Regions from separate parts of the Sus scrofa genome. Here all the other regions are linked to region 3. Evidence: chromatin contacts called from public Hi-C, HiChIP or PLAC-seq and promoter capture Hi-C data. All regions are on one chromosome and are shown on one strand. The core of a region is the stretch at or near the end of the contact, and the rest is flanking DNA. Distances in the headings are between cores, read along the strand shown.

Region 1 (4,109 bases), core at 1,544-4,043, 180 kb before region 3:
CAGGGACCAGAGCCCTGGGCCCCCGCAGCTGCTCGGCTCAGAGAAGTTGAGCATGGCCGTGGTGACCTGGTCCCTAGGGGTCACACGGGCGCGGGTGACCTGGAACACCAGCTCGGTGCCGCCCCGAACCTTGGCCGACGGCGTGCCCTTGGTGTAGCGGCCGGCGGCGTAGACGGTGAAGGTGGGCTGCTGGCAGGTGGGGTCAGAGAAGTGGTGGTAATACCCTTCCCAGGAGCGGTTGTGCCCGTGGAAGGTGAAGAGCCTGGTGAGGAAGAGCACGGCGGGGCGCACCTCGCACCCGGGGCTGACCCACCGGCCCCCCAGGCGCAGGGGCAGGGCCACCTGGGGGGGCAGCACGGGCGGGTGGTGCTCGTCGGAGCGGGCGATGAGGCTGCAGGCCGGGCAGGGCCGAGCGTGGTGCTGGCGAGACAAAGAGAGGGGGTGACTGCCCGAGGTGGACAGGTGGCCTACAGCCCCCCCGGGCACCGTCACTTCCTTCACTCCTGCCTCCAGCCCCAGTGGCCACTTGACTCTTCCTGGGCCTCAGTCGGCTCCATCCTCCAGCCTCTGCACCTGCCTCTCCCTGCAGCCACCTCCCCCTACCCCCACGTCACCTGGCCATCTCCTTCCTAGGGGCCACGTGGCCCCTCAGAGCCGGGCCTTAGCGAGGCTTTTCCTGACCTTCCGGCATCCCGCTATCTTTGCCCGTCCCCCCCCCGCCCCCGGGCCAACATGGGATAGAAAGCTCCAGAAAGCCCAACTGCCCGTCCCTCTGGGGCTGCCCATCTCCAGGGCCAGGTTGCAGCAGGTGTGCCGGGTGAAGGGAGGAGAGACCAAACGTGTCTCCTGGGAGTTGAATGATGCTGCCCGTTCCCCGCCCGGCCTGCTTGGTCCTGAAGCTGCACCACGGACATTTTCTGTCTTTCTCCTTGCGTGCCGTTAACGCCCCCACCCCCAGCCCACCCCCCCAAGTGCTTCCCAAGGACGGGGGCTGGGCTGGGCACTCCTCGGGCACTGAGAAGCTGAGGCTGAAACGGAGCCCGCCAGGCTCTCCACTCTGGACATGGCAGACTCGAGCCGAAACCACTGACCCCCGGGGTCAAAAGCCTCCCTCTGCCCACATCGGCCTGCGTCTCCACGGTGGGTCAACAAGAGAGGCTTTTGTCTTCAGAAATTGCGCCTTGGGGAGGTCCCGTTGTGGCTCAGGGGAGAAGAACCTGACTCATATCCATGAGGATGCAGGTTCGATCCCTGGCCTTGCGCAGTGGGTTAAAGGATCCAGCGTTGCCGTGAGCCGTGGTGTAGGTCGCAGATGTGGCTCGGATCTGGCGTGGCTGTGGCTGTGGCCGGCAGCTGTAGCTCTGATTCGACCCCTAGCCCGGGAACCTCCATATGCTGCGGGTGTAGCCCTAAGAAAGAAAGAAAGAATTTCACCTGGGAGGGCACGCGTCACCCCCTCCACTCCTGCAAGTGGATGTGGAACCGGGGTGAAGAGCCACGACACTTCTCACGCCTTGGGAACCCTGGGCTCAGGGTCTGTGCTGAGGAGCCGCTGGAAAAAGCTGCAGAGAGATTCTGCACAGAGATGTTCACTCGTGTGTTATTTAAAGTCGGGAACCCAGCCCGCGCTGCCGTGTCAGGTGCGGCCACGTCCTCACTTGCCCCGGCTGTGGTCTTGTTTTCCTCTCGCTTTGGCCTTATTTACAGGTGCCACTGCCTTATAAATTCTCATGAGCTAGGTTTACAGCAAAACACGTCAACAGGAAGCAGATGCTAAACCAAATTGCGTGGGAGCAGTCGGTCTGCATTTTGGAGTGAAAAAGCTCAGTCCAGGCCAAAAAGAAACCAGATACACACATCTTGGCTTTTTTTTTTTTTTTCCTCTCTCTTTTTTTCTTTTTTTCTTTTTTTTTTTTTTTAAGGGAGACGCTGCCCAGAATTTAGTTCAGAGCATCATTCTGAAAGATAAATATCCTGGAACAGCCACTTGTCAAAGCAAGCAGCCCAGGTTCTGCCATTCCAGAAGGAAATTGGGGGCCAGGGATGCACACAGGACAGGCAGGGGGAGAAGCATCGTGAGGGCCCAGCTGGGGGAAAAAAAAAAACAACAAAAAAAAACAGCTCTGATTTTTTTTCTTGCAAAAAACAAAAGATTTCCACAGATTGCTGATGGATGAGTTTCATGCCAAACAAGGGGCGTTTGGGAGTTCTGGTTTAGAAAGAAAATATTGGATGACTGAGAACAGTTTTTTCCTTCTTCTTTCTATTTTGTATTGCTACACTAAAAGCTCTTATCTCTATGATGCACCTAAGTCGTCCTGATTTCCATACCATAGAAAATGAAATTATTTTTTGGTTTGGGGGACTCTGACCCAGAGAGCTCGAAGGCGCTTGCAAATAAATGCGAATAAATGGCTACAGAAATGTTTGTGATGGGAAGAGGCAAGAAATCGGCATGGTTAGCTGGAGTGCCAGTAATGGGAATGCTGGCTGATAAGAGTCTTCTCTAATTTAGGCATTTTAACCCACGTTCCAACTGTCGTCACGCTAATGCGTATTGACAGGCCATGATGCATCACAGCAAAATAATCTCGGGGCTGCCTTTCTTCCTCAAAGGAGGTGCCTTCTGCGGACAGAAGGACCTCAGGGGTGCTGGCCGGGGACCTGGGGCCGGCAGTTTGCTGCCTGGTGGAAAACAAATGGAGAGCTGGCCACATGTTAAGGCGAGAGAGGGAAGAGAAACAAGCATTTCCTTCTCCGATGCTTTGGGAGGGATGAAGGACCCGCCTCTCTGAGAAAAGCTTCCAGGCCTCATTCGAGCACGGGTCCAGAGCTGCACGTGTTCCTAAACAAGGCCCCGGCCAGCAGAATTCACACTTGTGCGCAAGCCAAGCCCTTGCTGGTTCAAGCCTGTTACATAAAGTTGTTTCTCAAACAGCACATAACCGTTTCTAATTAACCCCCAGAGGTGACACCAGCCTTAGATGATTTTGGTCGAGTGTTGGCTGATTGATGAGGAGTCTATGTCCAGGCAGTGAATTTGGGGATCAAATTGGTTTTAAATTAACTTCCAACAACGCTCATGTTTTTACCATCTGGTTCGGATTGTGGGCAAGGCTTGGGCCCCGAGAGCATGAGGCAGTGACTGAGCCCTTACTGGGGGGTCATCTGCAGCGCTGCCTCCGTTGAAATTATTGTCCTTTTTCTTTTTTTCGGAGGAGGGGCAGTTGGTGAGCGGACATTTAATTTAACATCCGTACACGTGGCCCCGCCGGTCCAGGCTCACATTTCTGTGTGTCCTGCTTGGCGACTGCACTGCCGGTTGTCCCGGCCGCCCTGGCTGCTCAGACAGCAGGAGGCCGTGGCCCCAGAGTCCTTCCCTGGGGAGACATGACCTTGTCACCGTCAGAGCAGGGTGCCCTCCTAATGAGGTAGTGGGTGCCAGGGATCACCCCACCGCCAGCGCCTTCTCTGCCGTGAGAATGAACATCAGACCAGCCTAGGGATTGGCAGCCAAGAGGGAATTGTTTCGAGGTCACTGAAAGAACTCGGGCTGATTTTCTGATGAGAATGTCTTGCCGTGCTGCTTCTCTGCTGCCCAGATCCTGGGTTGGGAGGAGGGCAGTGGGAGAAGGAGAGAGAGCAGATGGGCTCAAACCTAGTGCCCCCCCCCACCCCCGCCACACACACTGGGGGTGCTTCGATAAGCGGCTGCTCTCGGGTGAGATTTGCCCTAGGCTGGTTTAATTCCTTGAGGGTCTCATATACAGCAGGTACTTAATACATGCTGAACTCCTCCGTCCTCCATTCATTCATTCTCCCTTTTGAAAACCGTTCCTTGCGCGTCCCTTACAGGCATCCTTAACCTGGGGTCCTAACCTCGACTTCACCTTGACTAATCTCTATCCGAAGGTGAAAGTTTCTTCTCACTGTGAAGAGCGGCGACAAACCCCAGTAGCTTCTCTGGAACCTTCTGCTTTGTGGCTGATCTCACGTCTTTTATATGTAGATATAATATCTACAATATCTATATCGTAATATATACCTTGACGCATATCTATTCACATGTAGGTAAGTATTGTTGACACACGTCGCTACTTTGAAACTAG
Region 2 (3,882 bases), core at 846-3,345, 150 kb after region 3:
AGTTCTTTCTTCCGTACCCTAAAGAATCAGGATCCCCCTCGTTGCTGACAGCTGGCATTTGTCTCCACTGAAAGGGCATTCAGCAGCACCCACATATTCCTGCTATTTCCCGATGAGCCCTAAAAATCACTTGAATGATGTCTTTATGCTCCACACACTGTCGGTGGAGCTGTGCCATTGAAAGAAACACAGGATCCGTGAGAGCAGAACCATTACACACGCACCCCCTCGGCTGAGGCTAAGAGATCAGGATTTGAGACCTACTGCTCTGAAGGTCCTGGGTCCCGCAGTAAGAGCCAGGCAATGACTGTAGCCATCCAGGCACTTGTGCTAATAAAACCCTCTCCGTCTCTCTAGAAAATGTTAAGGAGGGAGAAACAACTAGAAATCAGGCATTTGTGCATTTAAGAGGTTTGCCAAATCAATGCCACTTTATTAGACCAATCAGCATTTTAATGCTACGAACTAACTCGAAGAATACAAGATGCAAGACAGACACAGCCAAGAAGCCAGGTCAGGAACATTCCAGACCATCCACGGCCAGGACACAGAAACAAAACCTCAGCCCATCAAAAACAGCTGCGAGAACCTTAATAAGGTCTTAACTCTGGGCTTGACAGCTTTAAGGCAGGCCTGGTGCTGAAAGGCCTGCGGGCGAGTCCCGCCATGCTGAGGAACAGCTGTGGGTGCAGGATGCGTTGGGCACCAGGAAGCAGCCCCAGGAAGGGACGCCTGGGGGCCCACCCCAGAAGGGAACGCAGAACGGTAAAACATCATGCTTCTCCAAGTGCCCCCACCTTGAATCAACAGACAAGAAAACCCAAACCTACCTGTCCCACCTGTGAAGCCTCGTTGATACCTCCATGGATTCCAGGAAGATGGTTTCACCTGGGGACTTGTCACCAAAAGGGACACGCCGCATTTTAACCAGGAGAGCATGCACGACCCAGAACAGCTGGAATCCCCACACTGCCTGAGCTCCATCCTTTCCTGCACACGGACCCTCCAGGGATCCCCCCTGCAGGACACAGAGCTCACTTGCTTGTCCAGGGCTGAGAAAGAGGTTACCAGCTTCCTTAGGGGTTCAACACGTGATCTGGGGGTGCCTAGCTGTCCCCTAACCCTAATGCCCAGGTCGATCCAATAATATTCTCCCGTAGAATGCAGGCGGGATTAACGGCCATGGTGGGTAAGGAGGGAGACGGGTTTCATGCTCTCATTAATCGCACATACATCCTAAATAGCCTCTCCTTTCTCTTCTTCCCACTCTACCTCTGGCACTTAGAACAGAGCTTGGCATGTCCTAGGTACTCAATATTTGTTGAACGAACTAAACTCGCTGAAAATCTTTATGGAAAGAGCTTTGAGCCGACAGCGAGGTCTCCTTGATAGCGGATCACCCTGGAGCGCCCCCAAGGGGCGGAAAATTGCGTGCACCCACAGAAAGACTCCCCTTAACTAGCGGTTCTAGCTAGCTGAGTCCTTCAGCACGAGTTCCCGGCTAGAGCTCCAGGTGGTCCACCAATGGGTTTGGGGGTCACCACCCACCTCCGTAGGGCCCCTTCTAAAGGAAGGCGCTTTTTACCCCTGAGGCAATGAGCCGCTTGGGACCGCCGGGGGCGGGGGGGGGGGTGGTTTTTTCCGGAACCTTCTCAGGTTACAGTCACTATACCAGATCTGCCAAAGGTGGTTTCACGATTAACGATTGCCTGGGGTTACCATCTTTAAACTATTAAGCCCTTGGAAAAAGCCCGGAACCGCATCTTTAATACAGACGCTCGTTCCTCCTGAATATCTGCAGTTGCGCCATCTGCTTTTTTGCCGCTTTGGGCTTGGATCATTTCATCAAGAACCCAGGAGAAGCTGGGGAGGGGTCTGGAGCCCACGGAGAACCCCGGCCCAGCTGCGCAAGTACTCTAACCTGTGGCTAGCTCACGCGCTCCTGAGCTCCTTGGCCCCTGCCAGGCCCCCCGCCCCTCGCACGGCCCAGATCCTCTCATACAAGGTTCCCTCCTGCCACCTGCCGGCCCACGAGAGTCTGCGCCTCAGCCTCGGCGCCGCCGCGCAGCTCGCGGGAGACGCCCCCGCCTCCTTACTGCACATGCCCGGCTGAAGTCCGGGCGCGCAACTTTGCAGAACCTCTCCGCCCGACACTCCTCGCCTCAGTCTCCTCTTTCCTCTCCCAGGCGAGAGGACCAGCGGAGGCACCTCTCCTGAGTCTTAGGCTGCGGAGTCTAAGACTGAGAGAGAGGAGCCCCGGAGGAGACTGACTTTTTCTTCCCTTCTCCCATCCCTCCTTTTTGCTCAGAGGCCAGCAGAGGCGCGGAGCTTTAGAAAGTTGAGAGGTTAGGAAGGTAGGGGCTTCCTTTTTTTCTCCTCCCGCCGAGGTGGGGCTGGGACCTCCGGACCCGGCTTCTTACCTCGCAAGGAGCACCTTTGTCGGCTCCAGCAGCCGACGCGCTTCGGAGCTGCTCTCTGCAGAGCCAGAGGGTGGGTCGGCTTCGCCGTGTGTGCGTGAGAATGGATCGCAGGTCCCGAGCTCAGCAGGGGCGCCGAGCTCGCCACACTTACAGCGATCTGTGCCCACCCATAGGCCGCCGGGCAGCCACCGCGCTCCTCTGGCTCTCCTGCTCCATCGCGCTCCTCCGCGCCCTTGCCACCTCCAGCGCCCGCGCCCAGCAGCGCGCGGCTGCCCAGCGCCGGAGCTTCCTTAACGCCCATCATCGCTCCGCCGCCCCGGTATTCCCCCAGCCCCCTGAATCCGACCAGGAGCAGGAGGAGGCAGACCTCGAACTCTCCCTCCCCGAGTGCCTAGAGTACGAGGAAGAGTTCGACTACGAGTCTGAGACCGAGACCGAGTCCGAAATCGAGTCCGAGACCGACTCCGAGACCGAGCCTGAGACCGCCCCCACCACTGAGCCCGAGACCGAGCCCGAGACCGAGCCCGAGGACGAGCGTGGCCCCGTGCTGCCCAAGCGCCCCAGCTTCGCCCAATCTCTCACCGAGCGTCTCAACGCTCTGAGGTTGCAGAGCCCCGACGCCTCCCCGAGTCGTGCGCAGCCCAGCACTCAGGAGTCTGAGAGCCCCCGGGAAGGGGAGGAGCCCAAGCCTGAGCCCGAGGACAAGGATCCGAGGGGCCCCGAAGAGTCTGAGGAGCCAAAGGCAGAGGAGAAGAAGCAGCAGCGCCGCTGCAAGCCAAAGAAGCCCACCCGCCGCGACCCGTCCCCGGAGTCCCCTTCCAAGAGGGGACCCATCCCCATCCGGCGTCACTAATGGAGGACGCGCCCCAGATTCTCCTTGTTTTCTTTGACCCAGGTTGGTTGCCCACGGCTAAACTGGGGAGTCTGGGGTCGGTGCGGGAGCGGGAACGGCGGGAAGGAGGGAGGGAGAAGGAAAGGCAGGTTGGAAGGAAGGTGGGAAGAGAGTGGGCTCAGCTAGCCAGCCCGGGAGGCTGGGGGCCGGGGTGAGTTGGGAAGGGCTCCCCAAATCTCCCCCAGGGCGCCGGCAGGCGCCCAGGTGGCCCAAGGCTTGTCGGACCGCGGGGCGCGCTCCTTGCGCCCCGCTGGAGACAGCCTGAGGTCTCCGAGCTGGTGTCCAAGACGCGCGACTGGACCCCGGGTGCGCCCCAGGTTTCGAGCTGCACGCCCAAAAGACAAGGGTAAGTCACTCGTTTTACGCACTTTCTTCCCTTTCTTCCCTCCTAGAGAAATTGGTTTCAAACCAGTTGGCCTTGGCGGGTGCCAGAAACGTGGTTCGGAGGTGCCCGCACCAACTTTCCGAAAGTGAGAGCCGCCGCGCTGCAGCGACACTGTTGCAATGCGAGAAAAGTAACCAGATTGGCATTGGGCGAGAACTCCGGAGACCGCTGGCTCCGGGGAAAGG
Region 3 (4,131 bases), core at 299-2,798:
GCAGGGCGATTTTCCTTTGTTAAGACCCGGTTCGCGAGCGTTGCCCGGCAGCCCCGCGGTGGTCTCGGCTCGCCGGGGTAGGGGAAACCCGTCCTGCCGGAGCCCCGAGCCCGGGGAAGGCGAGGCCGTTCCGCGATCCCGACCCGCTCAGGCCCGCGCGCCCAGCCCAGGCCGCTTCTGGCTTGGGCTTCGGCTCGGGGGCGCCCATAGGGTAACCTCCTGCCACCGGTGGGGTGGCCTTGGGCGGCTCGTGGCGTGGCCCCGGGGCCAGACACCCCGCAGGACTCTGGCCTCCCTTGCGGGGTGACCGCAGGGCCGCTGCCCGCCGCGTTCGGGCTCGGGTAGCTGGATCCCAACGCGCTCAAGCGGAGCCCCCTCCCGAATCCCGCCTATCCGGACACCCAACAGAGTGTCGGGGTCGTGGGGGGTCTCCCGGACCCGATCCGACTGCGGGAAAACGAGCCGGGGGCGCCGGGGGCGCGGGGCCAGGCTTGGCACGCGGGCCCAGGGGGTAGGGAAAAGTTGTTGGGGGCGGGGGGCTGTCGAAGTTTCGGGGAACTTTTCCACTTGAGATTCTACAACCCTGCAGTGCCCCCTACAGAAAGCTGCAGCCGGGGAGGGCGGGCGCCCCCCACGACCCCCCCGGCTGCCAGCAGCGGCGCGGCCCAGGCGGCCTGGAGCTCTAGCTGTAGCTTTGGCATTTTTTTTTTACCCCCCCTCCTGGTTGTTTTTCTGATACATCTTTTTTTTTCAGAATTGGAGAAAAAAAAAAAAAAAAAGCGAGCGCGAGCCGCCGCCTGCAGTGGAGCGTGCTCGGCCTCCAGAGGCAGTCGTCTCCAACTTTTCCTCTCCCTCCCCAACTCCGCGCGCGTCTCGAAACTTCGGCGCTGCTGGAGCCCAAATTTGCCTGCCGCTCGACTCCACTCTAATAAGCGCGCCAAGGCCCCTGGCACTTGTCTGCAACGTGGGGGCCACGCTCTCGAGGCTCAGGCCTGCCCGCAGGCCCGCTCCCGGTGCCTAGGCCCAGTTAGGGAAGGGGAAACCGAGCGGTCCCGGGAGCACCCCGGGAGAGGGCGGAGCGCGCCCGTGCCCCGGGGCAGAGGGGTAGGGATCTCCCGCGCCCGGAACGTTGCGAGCAAGGCTTGTGAACGTCGCAGGGGGGCACTCGCGAGAGACGGACAGGAAGAGGGCCAGGGGGAACGCCAGAACCCGGGACCGTAGCACGGAAACGGCCCGGGGCTGAGCAGCAGGCAGATCCGGGGATGGAGGGAGCCGGAGAAGAGGAGTGAGGAGGCCGTGGGGGCAGGCCCTGCTGCCCTCCTGGAGGCCGGCAGCCTGCTGTGGCAGTGGAGAAGCGGGCTGCCCACAAAGGGAAGGGGTCAGGAGGTCGGGCCCCGGCCCTAGCAGGCTCCGACAAGGCCCCAGTGGGGAGCAGCAGCAGCCCAGGGCCCAGGCCTGGCCTCGGGTTGGCCAAAGGGGGCCTAAACCAGGCCTCCCCGGCCTCTGCTGGGGGAACTGAGCCAGAGGCAGGCCTCAGGGCACGGCCCAGACGCGTGTGAGCCCTGCTAGAGCGAGGGAACCAGAGGGAACCAGGGCCCTAAAGGGTGTCAGAGACTAATGTGGTAGGGGGCTTCAGAGCCTCCCAGTCCAGAGCCGGATTGGCGAGTTAGACGCTTGTAGATCCGAGGTCGGATTGGGGAGGGGGTCTCTGGGAAGTTGGCTAGCAACGCAAGGATTGGGGGGATTTAAGTGCTTAGAGATCGAAGCAGGTCGTGGGGAGGGGGACTCAGACAATTGGAAAGCCTGGGCGGTTATTTGGGGAGGGGTCTTTGCGCTCAGAGGAAGCTCGAAGCAGCACCTGCTTGGCTAAAGGCCTGAGGCTTTGTCAAGAGAAGCTTCTGTGGAGGGGGGGGCCCGACTAGGCCAAGCTGCAAGAAAGAAAGTGAATAAACCTGGACTTGAAGTGGGTGGGGGCCCCTGAGAGGGGAATCACAAAGGGTGAGCCATGGCCACCAGGCGTTTAACCGACGCTTTCTTGTTGTTGCGGAATAATTCCATCCAAACCCGGCAGCTGTTAGCCGAGCAAGTGAGTAGTCACACCACCTCCAGCCCTCTGCATTCACGTAGCATTGCTGCGGTGAGTCTCTTGGCGGCCTCTCCGACACACGCCCCGTGTGCACTGCGGCTCTGCCTGTCTGTCTGTCTCTGTCTGTCTCTCTGTTTAAAAAAGAAGATAAGTCTAGCACGGAAGTGCAAGGTCTCTTGGCAAAGGTCCGAGAGCAGCGATAACCCTGGATGGGGGAAAAAAAAAAACAACAGTTTGAGGCCCCCGTTCCACCTCTGCCTTGCCCTCTCTCACTTCCGCATCCCTTCCAATTCCTCCCCCTTCCCCCCCCCAGCCGTCACTGCACGACCGGCCGCCTCCAATTTACATATGTTTTAGCGCTAAGATTTGGAAGCTTTGGGCCTTTTTTGTTTCATTTTGTTTTAGCCGCCCCCCCCTCCGCCCCCGCATCCTGAGCCTCGCTTTGGTTCTCAGGGTCGAGATGCAGGATCTCAGACCTAAATCCTTGCAAATGAACCATACCCTCCCCCAAACGAGGAAGGAGCTGGTGTTTTATTATTTTTTTTTTCCCCCCCTGTTTTCTTTTAATGGCCTCGCAGCCCTCTGGGTGGCCGTGTTCCCTGTGAATAATTGCTTCCCTGTTTTTTTCCTGGGGGCTCTTTTTGTGAGGCTGTAAGGTGCTAGCTTCCTCGTTTACCATTCCCAGACAGGAAATTAAGCGTTCCCCTCCATGCGAACTTTAAAAACAAAAAGACAAACAAAAAAACCAGGGCGTGTATGTGAAAATTAAACCCCCCGCCCCAATAGCACAGGGTTTTCTATTTAATTCACCTGAACCTTTCCTTAGCCCAGCAGTAGAATCTTTTACTGGGGAGGGCCTGGGAAGATGACTGTTGTGGGGGTTTGTTTGTTTTGGCTGAGGGTTACTTTCCCTTTTCTGAACCTCAGTTTCCTGCTCTGTTGAATAAGGGGGTGAGAGGGGGTGGGCTCGGGGAGAGGGCCTTGGTGGGCTCTGTGCTGTCTTGAATTGGAAGGTGAAGGAAGACCTGAAACTATAGTCTGTCGTGGGCTCCTTGCTGGAGCCAGGCTGAGTCTGAAAAGAAGCGCATTGGAGAAAGAGCCAGTGGAGTCTGGCTGAGACCGTATTCTTGGGGGTTATACTGGACACACTCAGTTTGGGGGACCTCACCCTTGTTTCACCTCTTAGGGACTGTTTTCCCCTTTTCGTTTTTTTCTTTATGACTTGATCTAAATGCTTCAGAAGAATTATGCCATCTGTCCTGCTCAGTGGCAGAGCGCCTGCAAAGGCAGTTTCTTCCCTTTTGTAAATCACAAGTGCAGAATGTCTTTGGCCATCTTGCTTATAGAGAAAAGCTGTTTTAAACTGTGTGAGCAATTTTAGGCATAAAATCACAGTCAATTTAGGTCAAAAAGCATAGAAAATGGGGTGTTTAGGCTTTCATTTGCTCAGGAATTTGAAGGTTTTTTACATTTGTACACTGAAAGAAATGGGATTTTATTGAAGTAAGTGCAAAAGGGAAAAGGGCTAATTCTAGCGCTGATTTTGAAAAGAATGTTCTGAAATAAGCCAAGACGGAGAGCGTAGAATTGAATGGGAAAAAAAAAAAAAAATTCCTTAAGGGAACTTTAGTTTTGTTAAATAGGATGTAAAAATTAAATGGTTCCTTAAATGGCTTGATTTTATGCTACCTCATGGGGGGAAAAAAAAAGCCAGAATTAAAACTCTTGTTAAGATTTCTAAGATATCAGTTTTAACTGATTTTAAAACATAATATTTGCCTTAAAATGTTTAATCATTTAAGGTTCAAAATACACTGAACCGTTGGATAGCAGGAGGCTTTTTTTCTTTTTTAATCATTGGGTCAGATGGTATAAAAATCTGGTGTCTAATAAGACGGGCAGCTTTTTAAAAGTGCATCTCTAAGTCAAAACCTGTTTTTAAAATGGTTTGCTAAGTTAGGCAATTTAAAAAATATATAAACTAAGTCAATTTAAAATATGTAGCTAAAATACACAATTTGGAAAAATAGATATGTCAGAAAATG
Region 4 (3,909 bases), core at 1,067-3,566, 250 kb before region 3:
GAGACCCCAGAGAGCAAAAGAACAGCTGCCGAGGAACCAGAAAGTAGGCTCTTGCCTGGCACAGAATTTGCTGGTGCTCTGATGTTGAACTTCCCAGGCTCCAGAGCTGTGAGAAATAAATACCGTTGTTTGAGCCATCCACTCCCTATGGTATTTTTGTTCTTGTTTTTGTCTTTTTTGGGCTGCACCTGAGGCATATGGAAGTTCCCAGGCTAGGGGTCCAATCAGAGCTGCAGCTGCCGGCCTACACCACAGCCACAGCCACATTCAAGTGGGATCTGAGCCTCACCTGCGACCTACACCACAGCTCATGGCAACGCTGGATCCTTAACTCATGAGCCAGGCCAGGGATCAAACCCACGTCCTCATGGAAGCTAGTCGGGTTCGTGACTGCTGAGTCACGACAACGGGAACTCCCTTTATAAGGTATTTTGTTAGAGCAGTCTGAATGGGCTAAGACAATAAATTAAAAGGTATATTGTGATAAGACTGTAGAACCCCAGGACAGGAAAAAAACAGATTATTTTTGCAGGAATAACGAGGAGATTGTCATCTGAAAGCTCAGCCAGTAACAGTGGGAGCTGGAAATCAGTGGTGGCATCTTCTCAGTGCTGAGAGTAAATGATTGTCCCTCTAGGAAACCAGGCAAAATACCTCTCAAAACAAGGGAAATATAAAGTTTGTTTTTTGGTTTTTGTCTTTTCTAGGGCCTCACCCACGGCAGATGGAGGTTCCCAGGCTAGGGGTCCAATCAGAGCTGTAGCTGCTGACCTACACCACAGCTCACGGCAATGCGGGATCCTTAACCCACTGAGCGAGGCCAGGGATCGAACCTGTAACCTCATGGTTCTTAGTCGGATTCCTTAACCACTGAACCACGACAGGAACTCCTAAAGTCATTTTCAGGTGAACAAAAACCAAGGGCATTTGCTCCAACAAACCCTCACTGAAATAGAATTTAAAGGTTGTACTTAAGGGACAAGGAAAGTGATCCTAGTTTTAAGTTCTGAGAAGCAAGAAGATGAGCAAAGAAATTGGTAACAGTGTGATTGAGTCTAAATTAACACTGACTGTATACAGCAATTTAGTAATGACTCACTGAGGTGAAAAAGGAAAAGATTAAACTGAAAATATACTACAATTAAGGCATATTATTTAGTATATGGGTCATTATAGTACCCCTAAGTGCTTTTATTTTCAGGTAGTAAGGTGAAGAGTAATCACTAAAACAACAGAAACAGAGTATGAAAGAGGAAGAAAAGCGGAATGAGAAAAAACATCAGCACCCAAGGAGCATGAAAGGAGAGGAAAAAAAAAAAAAAAAAAGCAGGCATGGCAAATAGAAGGGGCAAATAAGATGGTAGAAATAAATCCAGATAGATCGTAAATATAATAAGTATAAATGCACCAAATGCTCTAGTTAAAAGACAAAGATTATCTTTAAAAAAACCTTTTATTATGAAGAATTCCAAGCGTACTGAAAAATGGGAAGAATAGTGCAAAGAAACCACATATGCCTGCTATGTAGAGTCAGTATTAGCTCTTTGCTGTGTTTCGTCTATACATATATATTAAAGGGGACTATTAATAACATATTTCATGTCGTGAACATTATAAATGGAATAAAATTTAAATGTCAATAGTGAAGCAGAGTGTTCACATTTGAGGCCAAGAAGATCTGGGTTCTCAGTAATTTTTAATGAACTTTTTTGTGCGGTTATTTATTCACAGGTTGTCCCTCCTACCGGCTCTAGGGAGAGGGTAGAAACCAGGTCAACATTTCTGCTTCTGGTGTTTCTAAATATTTGTTGCATTTAGTAGCACAGGATTCAGCACCGTATTTGTTAGTAAACATTTCACGTAGAGTAGATTTTATTTAATACAATTGATGCTGCTGTTATCCAAAGCGCTCAGCAGAGTGGCACAAAATAAGCAAGCAGTAATTGGTACCTTACTAAATTTATATTTATTGTTTACCATACGTCACAGTGCCTAGCACACATCATTCACCAATAAACATTATGTTTATAATAAGAATAAATAGTGTTTTCATCATTATTCAGTCTCTAAGTGCCTGGCACCGCACAAACAAGGGAAAGTGGAAGTTCATTCTTATTAATTATTATTATTGAGTAAAGCACTTAACACAAAGCCAGGCCCCCAAGGACGTTCAGTAAATAGTCTCCCCCGCGACGGCCCAAGACTCCCGGCGTCCCGGACCCGCCCCTCCCCGGGACTGCGCGGCGCCCCGCCCCCTGCCGCCCGGCAGCCCCGCCCCCACGGCCAGCGCTGCGCTTGCGCACTGCCCGGCAGGGGCTCCGCGCGCGCTCAGCTCCCCACAGCCCGAGCGCGCGCCCGGGCCGAGCAGGCCAGCCTGCTGCGTGCGTGCGTGCGTGCGTGCGTGCGTCGCTGCGTGCGTCGCTGCGTGCGTGCGTGCCGTGCGCTCGCCGGGCACCGCGGCCTCGCCCTCGCCCTCCGCCCCTGCGCCTGCACCGCGTAGGCCGCCCCCCGCGCGCACCCCGTCGGCGACCCCCGCCCGCGCCCCGGCCGGCCCCCCCTTTTCCAAATTTAAAGGGGGCGCAGCCTTAACGCTTCTCGCCCCAGGTGACCTCTCAGGGGTCTCCCCGCCTGAGGTGCCCCGCTGCCGAGGAACATGGCGAAGGTGGAGCAGGTCCTGAGCCTCGAGCCGCAGCACGAGCTCAAATTCCGAGGTAAGCCCGGAGGCCCGCCATCTTCGGCCGCGGGCCGGGCCCGCCGCCCCGCACCCCCTCCCGCGCTCCGGAGGGCCTGGCGGCGCGGCCGTGACGTCGGCCCCCGGCCCGCGGCCCCCGCCCGCTCCCCCCCGACGGCGCGCCCGCCCCGCGCCCCCGGGCCGCCAGGCGTCCGTGCGCGGGAGTCCAGGGCCTGCTCCTCCACAGCCTCCCTGCGCCTCGCCCTCGAGACACTCGCACAGTTGCCAGTGTAACTGTTCCTGTCCAGTGTGCGGCCTCCGCCCTGGTGTGGGCGCCTTCGCCGAGAAGGTTTTTCGCCTGCTCGGGGCATAGGTCAGCTGTCACCTGCCCAGGGAGGACGCCTGCAGCCGGTCCCCGTCGCATGTGTTCGTGGGCAGGTCGGCTCTTGCCACGACCTGGAAGGACCGTTTCCGCGCTTGTTTACCCTGCTGGTACACTAGAAGGGAAACTCCATGAGGACAGGACCGTGTCACGTCTCCGCTTCCTGCCCCGCACGTCCTAGGGGCCTAATAAATACCCGTTGAACAAAAGAGTGGCAGGAGCCTCCGCACACGTTCTGGCGGGACGTGGCCCAGCCTTCCTTGCCCTGCCGTCCTCATGCCCGCGGCTCACGTCTGTGCAGCGAGGGGGGCCTCGCAGGGCGGCGAGATCTTTTATCTTCCCAGAGGAAGCCCAGGGGGCCACGCGTGTTTGTGGCAAGCCAGAGCCCCTTGTAACGTCTGTCTTTATTTTCCGTCTTACCGCCCCGTCTTCTCCACCAAAATGAAAGTGCCAGGAGTCTCTTGTCTGGGACCTCATCTGACTTACCCAGTGCCATCTTTTCAAGTGCCTTGAGTAACGTAAGCTTGGCACTGGAGGGGGAGGAATGAGCCAGAGGGACAAGTTCCCCGATCTCATGCTGCGTACCTTCTAGTGAGGGGGACACACGAGCGCGCAAGCCTGGTTCAGGGAGTGGCACGTGCCGCGAAGGACCTGAAACCAGCCGGCCCTGACGAGCATCTGCTTAGACTGGACGCCCAGGGCCCTGCTGTATTGCCAGCACTTGGCTTACTGTAGGCGCTCAGTAGATGTTTGTGGAGTCGCACTGCATTCTGGCCACATGCACCCCACTTTAAATTATACTGGCAGGAAGTAGCCTAGGGTAACTTACCCAAACTTAACCCAGTTAGCACACATT

Evidence for each region. Promoter capture Hi-C pulls out the DNA fragments that hold promoters and counts their contacts. A called contact is a pair of places that touch in the nucleus more often than the background predicts. HiChIP or PLAC-seq counts read pairs in DNA pulled down with a chosen protein or histone mark.
Region 1: a contact with region 3 is called in an H3K27ac HiChIP or PLAC-seq map of skeletal muscle, with 4 times the contacts expected there. The contact joins the enhancer-like site here to the promoter of STX16 in region 3. A contact is called at or near these places in 2 of 5 promoter capture datasets (fetal liver and liver), 8 of 47 Hi-C or Micro-C datasets (embryonic fibroblasts, fetal liver, fibroblasts and 2 more) and 1 of 2 datasets of contacts at active chromatin or transcription factors (skeletal muscle).
Region 2: a contact with region 3 is called in a Hi-C map of skeletal muscle, with 11 times the contacts expected there. The contact joins the promoter of GNAS here to the promoter of STX16 in region 3. A contact is called at or near these places in 2 of 5 promoter capture datasets (fetal liver and liver), 18 of 47 Hi-C or Micro-C datasets (brain, embryonic fibroblasts, epiblast stem cells and 11 more) and 2 of 2 datasets of contacts at active chromatin or transcription factors (alveolar macrophages and skeletal muscle).
Region 4: a contact with region 3 is called in a promoter capture Hi-C map of fetal liver, with 2.6 times the contacts expected there. The contact joins the promoter of VAPB here to the promoter of STX16 in region 3. A contact is called at or near these places in 2 of 5 promoter capture datasets (fetal liver and liver) and 1 of 47 Hi-C or Micro-C datasets (liver).

What each region holds. Positions count from the first base shown.
Region 1 is chr17:58,659,993-58,664,101 of Sscrofa11.1, forward strand. APCDD1L (protein APCDD1-like) reads right to left here. Exons shown (of 4, transcript XM_021077840.1): 4 at 1-420. Among named protein-coding and RNA genes, the nearest start is that of APCDD1L, 49 kb to the right of the region's middle. Within about 2 kb of position 2,794, at least 9 of the 83 cell types and tissues checked have an H3K27ac peak or open chromatin away from gene starts, as enhancers often do. A contact at or near this core is called in skeletal muscle, where this site is marked.
Region 2 is chr17:58,983,485-58,987,366 of Sscrofa11.1, forward strand. GNAS (GNAS complex locus) reads left to right here and starts at 2,096. Exons shown (of 13, transcript NM_001130215.2): 1 at 2,096-3,315. The coding sequence starts at 2,521. The coding sequence ends at 3,273.
Region 3 is chr17:58,838,793-58,842,923 of Sscrofa11.1, forward strand. STX16 (syntaxin 16) reads left to right here and starts at 1,549. Exons shown (of 8, transcript NM_001123199.1): 1 at 1,549-2,086. The coding sequence starts at 2,006.
Region 4 is chr17:58,592,433-58,596,341 of Sscrofa11.1, forward strand. It overlaps VAPB (VAMP associated protein B and C), which reads left to right and starts at 2,317. Exons shown (of 6, transcript NM_001123213.1): 1 at 2,317-2,711. The coding sequence starts at 2,654.